2 separate regions of the Mus musculus genome follow, and region 2 is linked to region 1. Evidence: chromatin contacts called from public promoter capture Hi-C data. All regions are on one chromosome and are shown on one strand. The core of a region is the stretch at or near the end of the contact, and the rest is flanking DNA. Distances in the headings are between cores, read along the strand shown. Region 1 holds the start of Plxnb2 (plexin B2). Region 2 overlaps Ppp6r2 (protein phosphatase 6, regulatory subunit 2).

Evidence for each region. Promoter capture Hi-C pulls out the DNA fragments that hold promoters and counts their contacts.
Region 2: a promoter capture Hi-C map of hematopoietic stem and progenitor cells shows a contact between it and region 1. The contact joins the enhancer-like site here to the promoter of Plxnb2 in region 1. A contact is called at or near these places in 7 of 39 promoter capture datasets (the C10 cell line, cranial neural crest, embryonic stem cells and 3 more), 4 of 115 datasets of contacts at active chromatin or transcription factors (the SCID.adh cell line, bone marrow-derived macrophages and embryonic stem cells) and 3 of 9 other capture datasets (adipose tissue, liver and pancreatic islet).

The regions. Positions count from the first base shown.
Region 1 is chr15:89,178,005-89,183,651 of GRCm38.p6, forward strand. It overlaps Plxnb2 (plexin B2), which reads right to left and starts at 2,784. Exons shown (of 38, transcript NM_138749.3): 1 at 2,661-2,784. It overlaps Dennd6b (DENN/MADD domain containing 6B), which reads right to left. Exons shown (of 20, transcript NM_027081.3): 20 at 4,209-5,647.
Region 2 is chr15:89,237,202-89,242,848 of GRCm38.p6, forward strand. Ppp6r2 (protein phosphatase 6, regulatory subunit 2) reads left to right here. Exons shown (of 25, transcript NM_026813.2): 2 at 4,959-5,087. Among named protein-coding and RNA genes, the nearest start is that of Ppp6r2, 28 kb to the left of the region's middle. Within about 2 kb of position 2,985, at least 54 of the 459 cell types and tissues checked have an H3K27ac peak or open chromatin away from gene starts, as enhancers often do. A contact at or near this core is called in adipose tissue, bone marrow-derived macrophages and hematopoietic stem and progenitor cells, where this site is marked.

The DNA.
Region 1 (5,647 bases), core at 1,534-4,033:
GAAGGGTTGGTGAAGCTAGTAGGGACAGCCTCAGTCCTATCCACAAGCTAGCCAGAGCCTGGACTACCAAGCCTTGGTTGGAGTTCCAATCAACTTTCCTCCTTGTCCTCACCAAGCCAATCCTTTTACAAGAGGCCCTCGATAGGGACAAAACACTTCCTCCCTGAATATCAAGAACAAGGCTGGACACAGGAAGCAACAAGAGGGTTGGAGGGGATGTAAGGAGTGTCCGATGGCAGGGTGACAGTCCTCTGTGACAGAGATATGCACGTAGTGACAAGCAAGGGATAGTGCTAGAAGATCCTTCCACCAATGACCCCCAGGCAAGGGTCCAACATCCCTGAAGAACCATTAGCACTAACCATTAGGAGAGGTACTGGGCAGAAGACATTACATGGGGATGTTCTAGAATAGCTACAGATCTGGTAGGGGGGACATGTGACATATGGACGCCACTGTGGGCTGCCAGCCCAGCCCAGCTCAATCCCTTCCAATCCAATCTCTTCTGCTCCACTAGCAGGGGCCAGGGCCAAGTCCCTAGGCTTCTTGCTCTTGGGCATCAGCTGTGGGCTCTCCCTCCCAGTGTGCTCTCCACGCAAGCTCCTGGATAAGCCATAAGCCCCTGGAGCCAACCCAGGAACACCCCAACGGCTTCTGGTAGAACACCTTATTTGTCCACCTGTAGGATGTCCTGACCAGTATCGCATCCCAATGAGGAGGGAGGGGGGCAGCCCCTCAGCGAGACTCTGGTCAGTGAGAAGGCAAGAAGGTAGCCTGCGGTTCAGCCCCAGTAAGCCCTCAGGGATGTGCTTCCTAAGGGGTCTCTGCCAGGAGTGTGACCCATCCAAGGTATCCTTAAACATAGTAGGAATGACTTTGGGAAGTGAACCGAGTCGTCCAGAGAGATCTAAAATACTTCCTCCCCCACGAGCTTTGTCAGAGGAGCCTGGGCATATTCCAGGTTGGGCAGGGCCAACAAAGGAGCCGACCTTGAGGTCCTTCTCCAACCCAAGGTGACACATGCCCTCCTACACCGCCCCTGACTGGTCTGAGCAGCCATGGGAGCGAGGTGGTGGAGCTGCCTGGACTTGCCAGCCCCGCCCTCCTGGAGTTCTCAACCCCGCCCTCCTGGGGTTCTCAACTCAGCCCGGAAGTGGGTCCCTCTCCCATGGCTGCTTCAGCCTCCCCTTCTGCTTCAGCCTGCTCTTTGGGTAGCTGGACTCGCTGGACTCGGCTGGATAATCCAAAATAATTCCTCCTTGGCAGGCAGCCCGTGGGGGAGGGGGGAACTCACATTCCAAACTCTTGTTTTTCTAAGTAACTTCCCTCAGATCCTGGGGCTAGAAACCTCTGGCCAGTCCTCAGGCCTCCCCACTTCCATGGGAGGGTGTGAGCGACTAGGTGGCCGAGGCTCTGTAGTCTACCTGGTGATTAGTCTTCTCGAGCAATTTCCATACAACACAATAAGGTTTGGCACATTCCACAAAACAACTCACGCGTTGGCTCTACCTTCCTAGGAACTTCACCTCCTGACCAAAGAGCAAGGACTCATGCTAGCGACAGTCCAACTTTCTGATGACATTCCCTATGTTCCAAGACAGCATCCGGGTGTGGGATCAGGCTGACAGCTCCCACCCTCTAGGTGTTTGTGAGCAGTCTGAGAAATTCAGCTTTAAAATCATCAATACAAATTGAAGAGAGACGTTAGAGGGGGGCACTCCCCAAGGCAAATGAGGGCCCCCGAGGGCCTCCGTTCATCAGAACGTGACACTGGCTTTGGGACCTGGCTTCAGCTACAGTTCTGACCACCACCACCATGGTGGCCATAATCCGATCTCCCTTCCTGCCTTCTCCAAGGAACTAGAAAAAGGAATTAAGTGACGTGGCCAGAAACTCTAGGATTCTTAGGCTCAGAAGACCCCAGATAGAAAGGACCCACCCACACACAAACCTGCCACACAGCAGGAAACAGAGGAAGCAATGAATCTCCCTTAAGAAGGTATATGGAAGTGAAGGACTGGACTGTGTAAAAGCACCCACAAGTTCTAAGCCCTCTGAATCCTAAGTGTCTCTCCAAACACCACAACAACGAACTACACTAGAAACTTGCGGAGATCTTGCCGGGAGGCGTGGGGCCTCACCAGGTACTACTACTGAGTGTTAGTTCTCTCTGGCTCTTGTTCCCTGTCCCAGAAGGTGTGGGCACTGCTTTGGTTGAGCACCCCTGTAAAAAGCCCCAGCAGAGCCCAGCGTCTGAGCAAGCTTAGCTTGAGAACTGGGGCCTGGAGGTCCAGCACGACAGAGATGACTTGCTCTGGTCCATCGATTCGGTAGGGACGCCGGCCGTGAAGGAGGGTTTGAAACTACACCGGGTCGGGTGCAGCTCCACCGGGTCGTGGGAACCCTGCCTGCCAGGACAGTCTCCCAGCATCCCAGCGCTGAGGGCCTCGTCGCCAATCGGGGAGGCAGGAACAGCCAGGCCCAGCCGATTGGAAAGACAGACAGACGCGGGGCAAAGACGCAGGCCCGCGTCGCCCTCCGCGCAGCGGCACTGCCCTAAGACCCCCGCGTCCGGGGGCGCAGGCCGAGGCCGAGTGGCGGAGACGGCGAAGCCTGGGCCTGCGCGACGCCCCCACAGTTCCCGTCCCCGAGTGCCGTACCTGCTCCTCCGCAGCCGTCGTTCGATGGCGCCGGGGCCGCGCTCTGCGTTGCGCTCCGGCCCGCGCGGCTGCCATGGAGACGGGCCTTTGTGTGGCCGAGGAGGGGCCGGAGCGCGCGGGAGCCGCCGGCCCCGCCCCCGCCAGGGGAGAAGGAGGGCGGGGAGGACAGGGGCGGGCGAGAGGGAGGGACGAGACTAAGGGGTAGAGGGTGGGAAGGAGGGGCGGCTGGCGTCCCTAGCGTACCCCGCGTTTCCCTCGGCTCAGAGCCACTTATGCACACCGCTTTGCTTGGAGATTCGCGCCCAGTAGCAATCCGCGCTCCCTGCCTGCTGCAGTCTCGTCTCCTGGCACCAGTTCCCCCGCACCTCCCACTGCCCCGTCATCAGAGGAGTTCGCTCAGGCTGGGCACAACCCCGGGAGTGCCCCAGGCCGAACTGAATGGCGCACGCGGCCCGGCACCAGTGGGTGGCTTCGCCTGGGCCAGATCGAGGCCTCAAGTGTCTTCTTGGAGATGGGCGGGGCGCAAGGAACCGCACCACCATTGGCAACAGGCGGGACCACGCGCTCATCCCGTTCCCGAGGGTGAGGGCTGCTGAACCTTGATTCTTTCTTCCAAATCCTAGCCGCTCTGTTCTCCTTATGGAATGTTCTACTCTCCTTCCCGGCCCCTTGGCCTTACCGACCCCCAAAATGTCTATAGGGTAGGACAGTACCGTAGGGTTCCTACTTCAGGCCTTGAAGTTGTGGTGGCGATCTCAGGACAAGGTTTGGAACTAGTCCCCAAACCCCAGCTCATTCATGTCTACCCTGGAATAGCTGTCTCTTCCACCCCAGATTTGCTCTCCTTTTTAAAACAAAAAAAACTAAAGATGTATTTATTTATTCATTTTATGTATGTGAGTACACTCTAGCTGTGAGCCTTCATGTGGTTGTTATGAATTGAATTCTTAGGATCTCTGCTCGCTCAGGCCCAAAGATTTATTATTATACATAAGTACACTGTATCGGTCTTCTGACACACCACAAGAGGGCGTCAGATCTCACTACGGGTGGTTGTGAGCCACCATGTGGTTGCTGGAATTTGAACTCGGGACCTGTGGAAGAGCAGTCTCTTACCCCCTGAGCCATCTCGCCAGCCTCCAGATTTGCCCTCCTTGAATACCGTCTGCCTACTTCCTCCTATTTCCTCTGGCATCTCTGTGGAGAGCCTTTTGGGGTGCCCGTGACTGACTGAGCCAGCTTGGAACAACATCTCCCCAGCTTTGGAGATCTGCCCCAATTCTTATGTCTTCCCCAACCTGAAAACTTCACAAATCTGAGGACTTCACTGTTTCTTTAAGGAAGTTGAACTTGCCCCATCTCAAGCAGCCAGGCTTGGTTGAATCACCTTCTCCCCTCCACCAGCAACCCCGCCCCCTCCCCCCACATACAAGAGACTCCAAAATATTCAGTGATTTCAACACTACGGCCCCCAACACACACACACAACTCTAAAATATCCAGTAACACAGCTGCAAACTTTGTATCAAAAATATTAAAAGACAAGTATTGTATAACAAAAAAAGATATTTTAATAACAAAGTTGTGGGAAGGCCAGTATTCTGAACTGAGTAGGGCTCAAAATAGAAAAGGCAGGAAGCTGGAGGGTAAAAGAGTCCTCCTGTCCTTCCGGTCTGTCCCTGGGGCTGGCTGCCTCATGACCTCCACCCAACCCTCTTAGATCCCCTGAATGCTGGCTCACTGCGCTCTCCCAACTGGCCACACAAGGGAGCTCTGGGAATCACAATCTCCAGGATTAGCTTCTCACTCTCCAGGCATCTAAACTGTAAGGGACCTCTGGGCTGGGGGGAGGGGAGCACCTCTTTGGAGCCATCTGTCTCGACATCCCTCCAGGCTCTGCCCTTGGCATGGATGGAAAGAGATGGGCTTGAGCCTACTTTGGACAGAAGCTCCACTAACTCAGCTGATCCCATCCTGGGAGAGAGAGAGTCGGAGAGGATGTAGCTGGTAGGAAGCCAGCAGGCAGGCGGTATACTCTACCAGTAACCAGGACAAGCCCCTCGAAGAAACTGGAACTTTGCTCATTCCTGTGTGTCAGCCTTGGGTTTGTGCCCTAAGCAGCACTGTTGTGTCTATAGCCTTCTACCTCCCCACCAGCCCCTCCTCTAAATCTGTCTGCTGATTCCCATGAAGAGTCCTAGGCTGATGGTGGCTGAGGTCCTTGGGGTGGTGTGGGGTGGGGCACCCTGAAGCCTACTGTGTGAAAGTCAAGTGAAAACTAGCACGAGAAACACACTGCAGTGATATTTGAGATGTGCATTTTACGGTGGAGCCATTAAGACGGAGGAGGCTTAGACCTGTCACTCGGATAGGAGGCTGGCACATGGAAGGCACAGTTCTGCAGACTCCAAATGGCTAGTCCCCACAGCCGGGGAGCTCCAGCTGTCACAGAGGATGGTGCCATGGTTCTGAAGATCCCTTAGAGACCAGGCTCTTAGTGGTGAGGCTGGCACCACTGTTCCAGGAGATGCTAATGCCATTCTTCCTAAGGACAAGGTCTCCATCTCAACCTGCCTTTGCTCAATTTTCTAACAGGTCACCTCCTTGGATACTGCATTAGACTGACCTAGATCACTGTGTAAATTCACCCATCTATCTCATCTGTCTGCTCACCTGTAGAGTGGGCAGTGTGACAAGCTGTCATGGGCTAAGGTCAGGGGTAAACAACTGAGCACATGCAAAGATCTAGGCACAGTGCTGACACCTGTTACCACTGGGATACCTTCGCTGTGTCTGGCTTAGCCAGGATCAGTGGGGAAGGGCGAGGCAGTACATACTTGAGGTTTGATTAAAGAGTCCAAAGAACCCAGAACAGGTCATGGCCATGCTACTCAGCAGCTCTCTAAGAAAACAAACGCTCACCATGCAGCTCTAAACCAACTTACTTTGCTAGTGGCCCTTTAAAGCATCACAGGATGTACGGCCCA
Region 2 (5,647 bases), core at 1,735-4,234, 59 kb after region 1:
AATTTCTCTGTGTAGTCCTGGTTGTCCTGGAACTCACTCCGTAGACCAGGCTGTCCAGAGACGCAGAGATCCACCTGCCTCTGCCTCCCAAGTGCTGGAATTAAAGGTGTGTGCCACCACTGCCTGGCTTCATTTTCTCCTTTTATTCCATTTGTATTCCTAGTGTAAGAATTGGTGCTGTCTATTCCAGTGTAGGTCTTAATACACTTAATTAACGTTCTCTAAAAACACACTCAGACACAACCAGAGTGTGTTTAACTAATTCTGACCACTACAGGTCTATCCCTTGTCAACTTGTTATCCAAACACATCTCCTTAAACTGTAATAATCCATTTTTGACTCCCAAAAGTCTCATGTTGAGAGTATAATGCAAATCTATCTTTAAGAGGTCTGGTAGTTTTAATAGTTCTTTCCAGTGTTATTTAAAATTCTAAATCCAAAGCTTATTCTAAAACTCTGAAAATTCTAAGCTGTAAGTTCTGTAAAGTAAAAAAAAGTCACAGCCGGGCGTGGTGGCGCATGCCTTTAATCCCAGCACTCGGGAGGCAGAGGCAGGCGGATTTCTGAGTTCGAGGCCAGCCTGGTCTACAAAGTGAGCTCCAGGACAGCCAGGGCTATACAGAGAAACCCTGTCTCCAAAAACAAAAACAAAAACAAAAAGTCACATACTTTCAGTATACAGTAGCGTAGATTCTTAATAATGTCAAGTTTTTCAAATATTTCCAAAAGAAAGGAATTGGAGAATAGTGAGGATGTATCTGACTAGAGTTGGGCAGGCCACAGTTAAATCTTGTAGATGTTCTCTTGCTTGGCTAGATGGCTTAGTGCATAAAGGCACTTGCTGCCAAACCTGACAACTGAGTTTGATTCCAGGGACCCATATACAAGTGGAAAGGAGAGAACTGACAACCACAAGTTGTCTTCACCTCTCCATGTATGCCATGGCATGTACACACACACACACACACACACACACACACATTGATGTGTGTACACAAACCCTGTAGCTCCATGCATTGATGTGTGTACACAAACCCTGTAGCTCCATGCCTGGCATTTGGAGCAGGTGTGAGGTGTGATGTAAGTTCCCAAGGCTGGGTCCTGAACAGCTTATCACCCCTGTAGCCTTGCTGGTTATAACCACCGGCCTTTTTTTCTCTTGGGCTACTCTGTTCACTTGCTGTAGTTTTCCCAGCACACATTCCATGTTTGTGACAACTCTGACTTCTGGAGTTATTTCTTTATTTTATTTTTAGTTATGCACATAGGAAGGAGGTATACGTATATGAGTGCAGGCCTTCATAAAGGCCAGAGACATCAGATAGCCCTGGAGTTACAGGTGGTTGTGGGCTGACAGATGTAGGTGCTGGGAATTGAACCCTTGTCTTCTATAAGTGTAGTGTGTGCTCTTAACTGTTGAGCCATCTCACTAGCCTTATTTATTTATTTATTTATTTATTTACTTACTTACTTATTACTTACTGTGTAATCCATGCTGGCCTCAAACTCACTGTAATCCTCCTGCCTCAGTCTTGCCAGTGCTGGGAATACCTATATGAGACAGCACATTTGGCTCCTGGAGTCTCCATTGAATCTTGGCCTTACCTTTACAGAGTTAAGCATCACTCTCTCCAGGGCCTTTCTTTGGGGATCCAGACCCTACTACACATTGCCTGACCTTCCAGACTTTTCTTTGAAACCAGAATGGAAGCCTCAGTAATTTTATGCCTTAGAGTTTCTATAGCTATGATAGAACACTGTGACCAAACGCAATATGGGGAGGAAAGGTTTTATTTTGTTTACACTTCTGCCTTATAGTTCATCACTGAACACAGGGCAAGAGCCTGGCGGGCGGCAGGAGCTGGTGATATAGAGGATATGGAGTGGTGCTGCTTCTGGCTTGCTCGGCCTGGTTTTTGTTTTTGTTTTTATAGCACTCAGACTACCAGCCCTGAGCATCATATGGGCAGTGCCCAGTCTGCCGCCAGCTTGGTCAGTAGCTGGCACCCCTTGGACCATGGGTGCTTAGACGGCTGAATGTGCGGGAAACACTTTCCTAAGTGCCTGAGCATGAGTCGGATGCCTAGAGCTGTCTTTCAAAAGACATAAAAGCTTTCTGCCTCAACTAAAGTGATAGTGGCCGGTTCCTATTGTCCTGATGCCAAGTACTTGGCTTCTTTCTAAGCACCTCTGCCTTTCCAACAGCCACACTTCCCCAGGCCCCCACTTTCCATGGGGTGCTTTGCTGAGCAAGTGGAAAGCTTTCAGGCCTTTCTTCTGCCGTGGGTCTGCTCATACCCATGCTGTGAGCTTCTCTAGATAGCGCAGCCACTTATATCCATGCTTCAGCCTGAACGCCAGCATGCAGTGAGTTTCCTGTGCTAGATAATCAGCTAATTCATCACTTTTTTAAGATCATGGTTTTGTCTTCTTCAGGTTCCTTTCTGATCCTACTTACTCAACTTAATGGTTTTGTTTTTTTCTGTCTATTTTCAAAGAAACAAACGAAACAAAAAAAACAAACAAATAAACAAACAAAGTCAAGAAATACAATTCCTCCTACAAAACAAAGATAAAAAAATAAACAAGCAAAAGAACAATAAGACAAAAAAAATATTCAAAGCAAAATGAAGCAATAAGTCCACAGGGAAGAGCTAGGGAGGCTGGGATCTGCACCAAGAGACAGAGTCCTCAGTGAGTGGAGACGGCAGGAGGGGGGAGCTCTTGCAGGTAGGCTGCTACAGGACTAAGACTAACCCACACACACACACACCACACCCCTGAAAGATCAGCAGCGGGGATAGACAGGAAGGAGAGTGAAAATTGCCTTTCGTTGTACCAGCCCAGCATGCCACTGGGAATCCCTGGTAAAAAGAGTTTTTGAGGACTGCTGGCTGACACAAAGGAGTGGAGAAGCCAGAAGGGAAAGCTGAATCTGAACCAAGAGGCAGAGGCCTCAGGAAATGAGTAGGGTGGAGGAGCCTCTGCTGAGAGGCTGTGGTAGTATAAAGAGGAAGTCTGGAGAGACAGGAATGAAAGGGCTTGGGAGACCCTGGGCCTGCACCAGAAGCTAGTTGTTCACCTTTAACTTAGCCTTCAAGGAGCTAGAGGGATTGCTCAGTGGTTAGGAATTCTGACTCCTTATCCAGAGGTCCCAGATTCAACTTACAGCACCTACCTGGTGGCTCACAGCCATTTATAAATCCAGTTCCAGGGCATCCAATCCCCAGACACACATTCAGGCAAAACACCCATACATATTAAAAACAAACAAACAAATAAACCCAGCCTCCACACAGTCTCTATTCACTGACAGAATATAGACGAATTTTCCCCCTGCAATGTAATACAAGTGGCCTGTAATCCAGTTCCTAATATAGATGTTGCTTCTATATAGAATTGCTCTTTCTTTCCCACACCCCTGTCAGTATTCTGATCTTCTGAGATCCCAGCAGAATTACATAGAAATCTCATCTTGTAGCATCCTAAAGTCTTTCTAATGTCTTTCTCCAAGCTGTTCCAAATACCTCCAACAATCACATGAGCTCTGGAGTCTTAAGAACCTCATTGTGGCTGGGTGTGGTGGCACACACTTTTAATCCCAGCATGTGGACGGCAGTTAGATCTCTGAGTGTGAGGCCAGCCTGGTCTACTTAGTGAATGTCAGGCCAGCCAAGGCCTCATTGTGATACCCTGTCTCAAAACCAAAACAAAATAACAATAAAACCTTACACTGTGAATCTGGATATGGTGGGGCATGCCTTTAATTCAGCACAGGGAGGCAGTGAAAGAACTTTCTGTAAGGCCACCTTGGTCTACATAGTCACTTCCAGGCCTGCCAGGGCTACATAAACTGTCTTTAAAAAAAAAAAAACTCTCAAAATACAAAGAACCCTATTGTTTAGTCATGACAGTGCCTACTCCCCCCGAATCATTTTAATTTAAATGAGTATTTTGCTTATATGTGTATGTCTGCATGTGTTCATGTGTGCATGTTGAATGACTGTGGTGACCAGAAGAGGGCATCAGGTCCCCTAGAACTGGAGAATTGGATGTGGGAATTAAACCCAGATCCTCTAGAAGAGAATCCAGTGCTTATAACAGTAGAAACACAGTCCCAGCCCGGCTGGTGTGTTGGTTTTACATTTCTGTGACAGAATACCCATATAAACAACTTGAGAGAAGATGATTTTGTTTCATAGGCTGAGCAGTCTTACTCTTTCACAGTGGGGAGACCATGGCAGAGCAGAACAGCTCACGTCATGGGAACCAGGAAGGATAGAAAAGAATGAGGGGAAGGAGGGAAGGAAAGAATAAGACAAAGAAAAAGATAGAAAGCTCTTAGCTAGCCTCTCCTTTTTTCTGCTATTCTTTTTTCAGGCCCTGAGCGTATTAGATGGTATCAACAATACATTCAAGGCAGATCTTTCCACCATAATCAATCATCTCTTGGATGCCTTCAGACACACCCGGAAGTGCTTTATAGCTTCCTAGGTGCTTCTCAGTCCCATCAAGATGACAATCACAATAATGGCTCTTGATTTCTTTTCTTTTCTTTTCTTTTCTTTTCTTTTCTTTTCTTTTCTTTTCTTTTCTTTTTGGTCTGACATTTTCGTTAGTGTGATAACATTGTCAGCTACTTGACAGGATTAGAATCACTTGGGAAATGGCCATGTCTGCAGACTATTCTGATTGCAGTGACTGAGGTGGGAAGGCCTGCCCACTGTGGGCGGCGCCATTCTGTGCGCAGACCTTAGACTGTGTGAGGAGACGGTGGGCTGAGTACAGGTGGTTTTTGACTGCTTGCCCCCAGTTCCTTCTGAAGGGCCTGGAACGGAGAGCTAAACCAGCCCTTCCTTAAGTTGTTCTTGCATTTTATCACAGAATCAGGAAAAGAAACTAAGATGCAAAATTAACTCTATAAAGGAAAATTAAATACTTTTTCTTTTATTTTCAGGTAAACCAGCCAAAACTATTCCCTGAATGAAAACACCTTTTTTTAAAGTTGCATATATACACAAGAAAAAACCGAAATGCTTTTTATTTTGCCTGAATGCAAGATTTAAACAAGGTATTGCCATAGAAGGTAAGGTAATCTTTTCAATTAAATTACAGTTTATAATGTACAGGTTACTCAAATATATTTTATAGATGGACATTTGTAGGTCAGATGATAGGATCTCACTATGTAGACAAAACTGGTTGGTTGTTTTTGGTTTTAAGACAGGGTTTCACTGTGTTGCCTGTTGTGGAACTAGCACTTTAGACCAGACAGGCCTTGAACACACCGAGCTATATCTGCCTCTTGTCTCCCAAGTGCCCCACCCCCACCCCCACCCCCACCCCCACCCCCAGCTGCTAAAGTTGCTCTTAAACTTAGGATTCTCCAGCCTCTGTGTCCTGAATGCTGAGATTACAGCTGAACATCACACACCTGGTTAATGCCATTTCTTGCTAGCATTTTGTTGTATTAGACATTAAGATAATACCCAAAGGGCGAGAGAGGAGAGAGGACACTGAGCATTATGACGGCTCTGTTCTGCTCTGTAGTGAAGAACAAAGCATGCTCTGGGCATTGCTTCCTTTTCTGTCACTGTGATAAAAAACCAAAGACCCAGGTCCACAGATTTAAGGAGCATGTTTTAT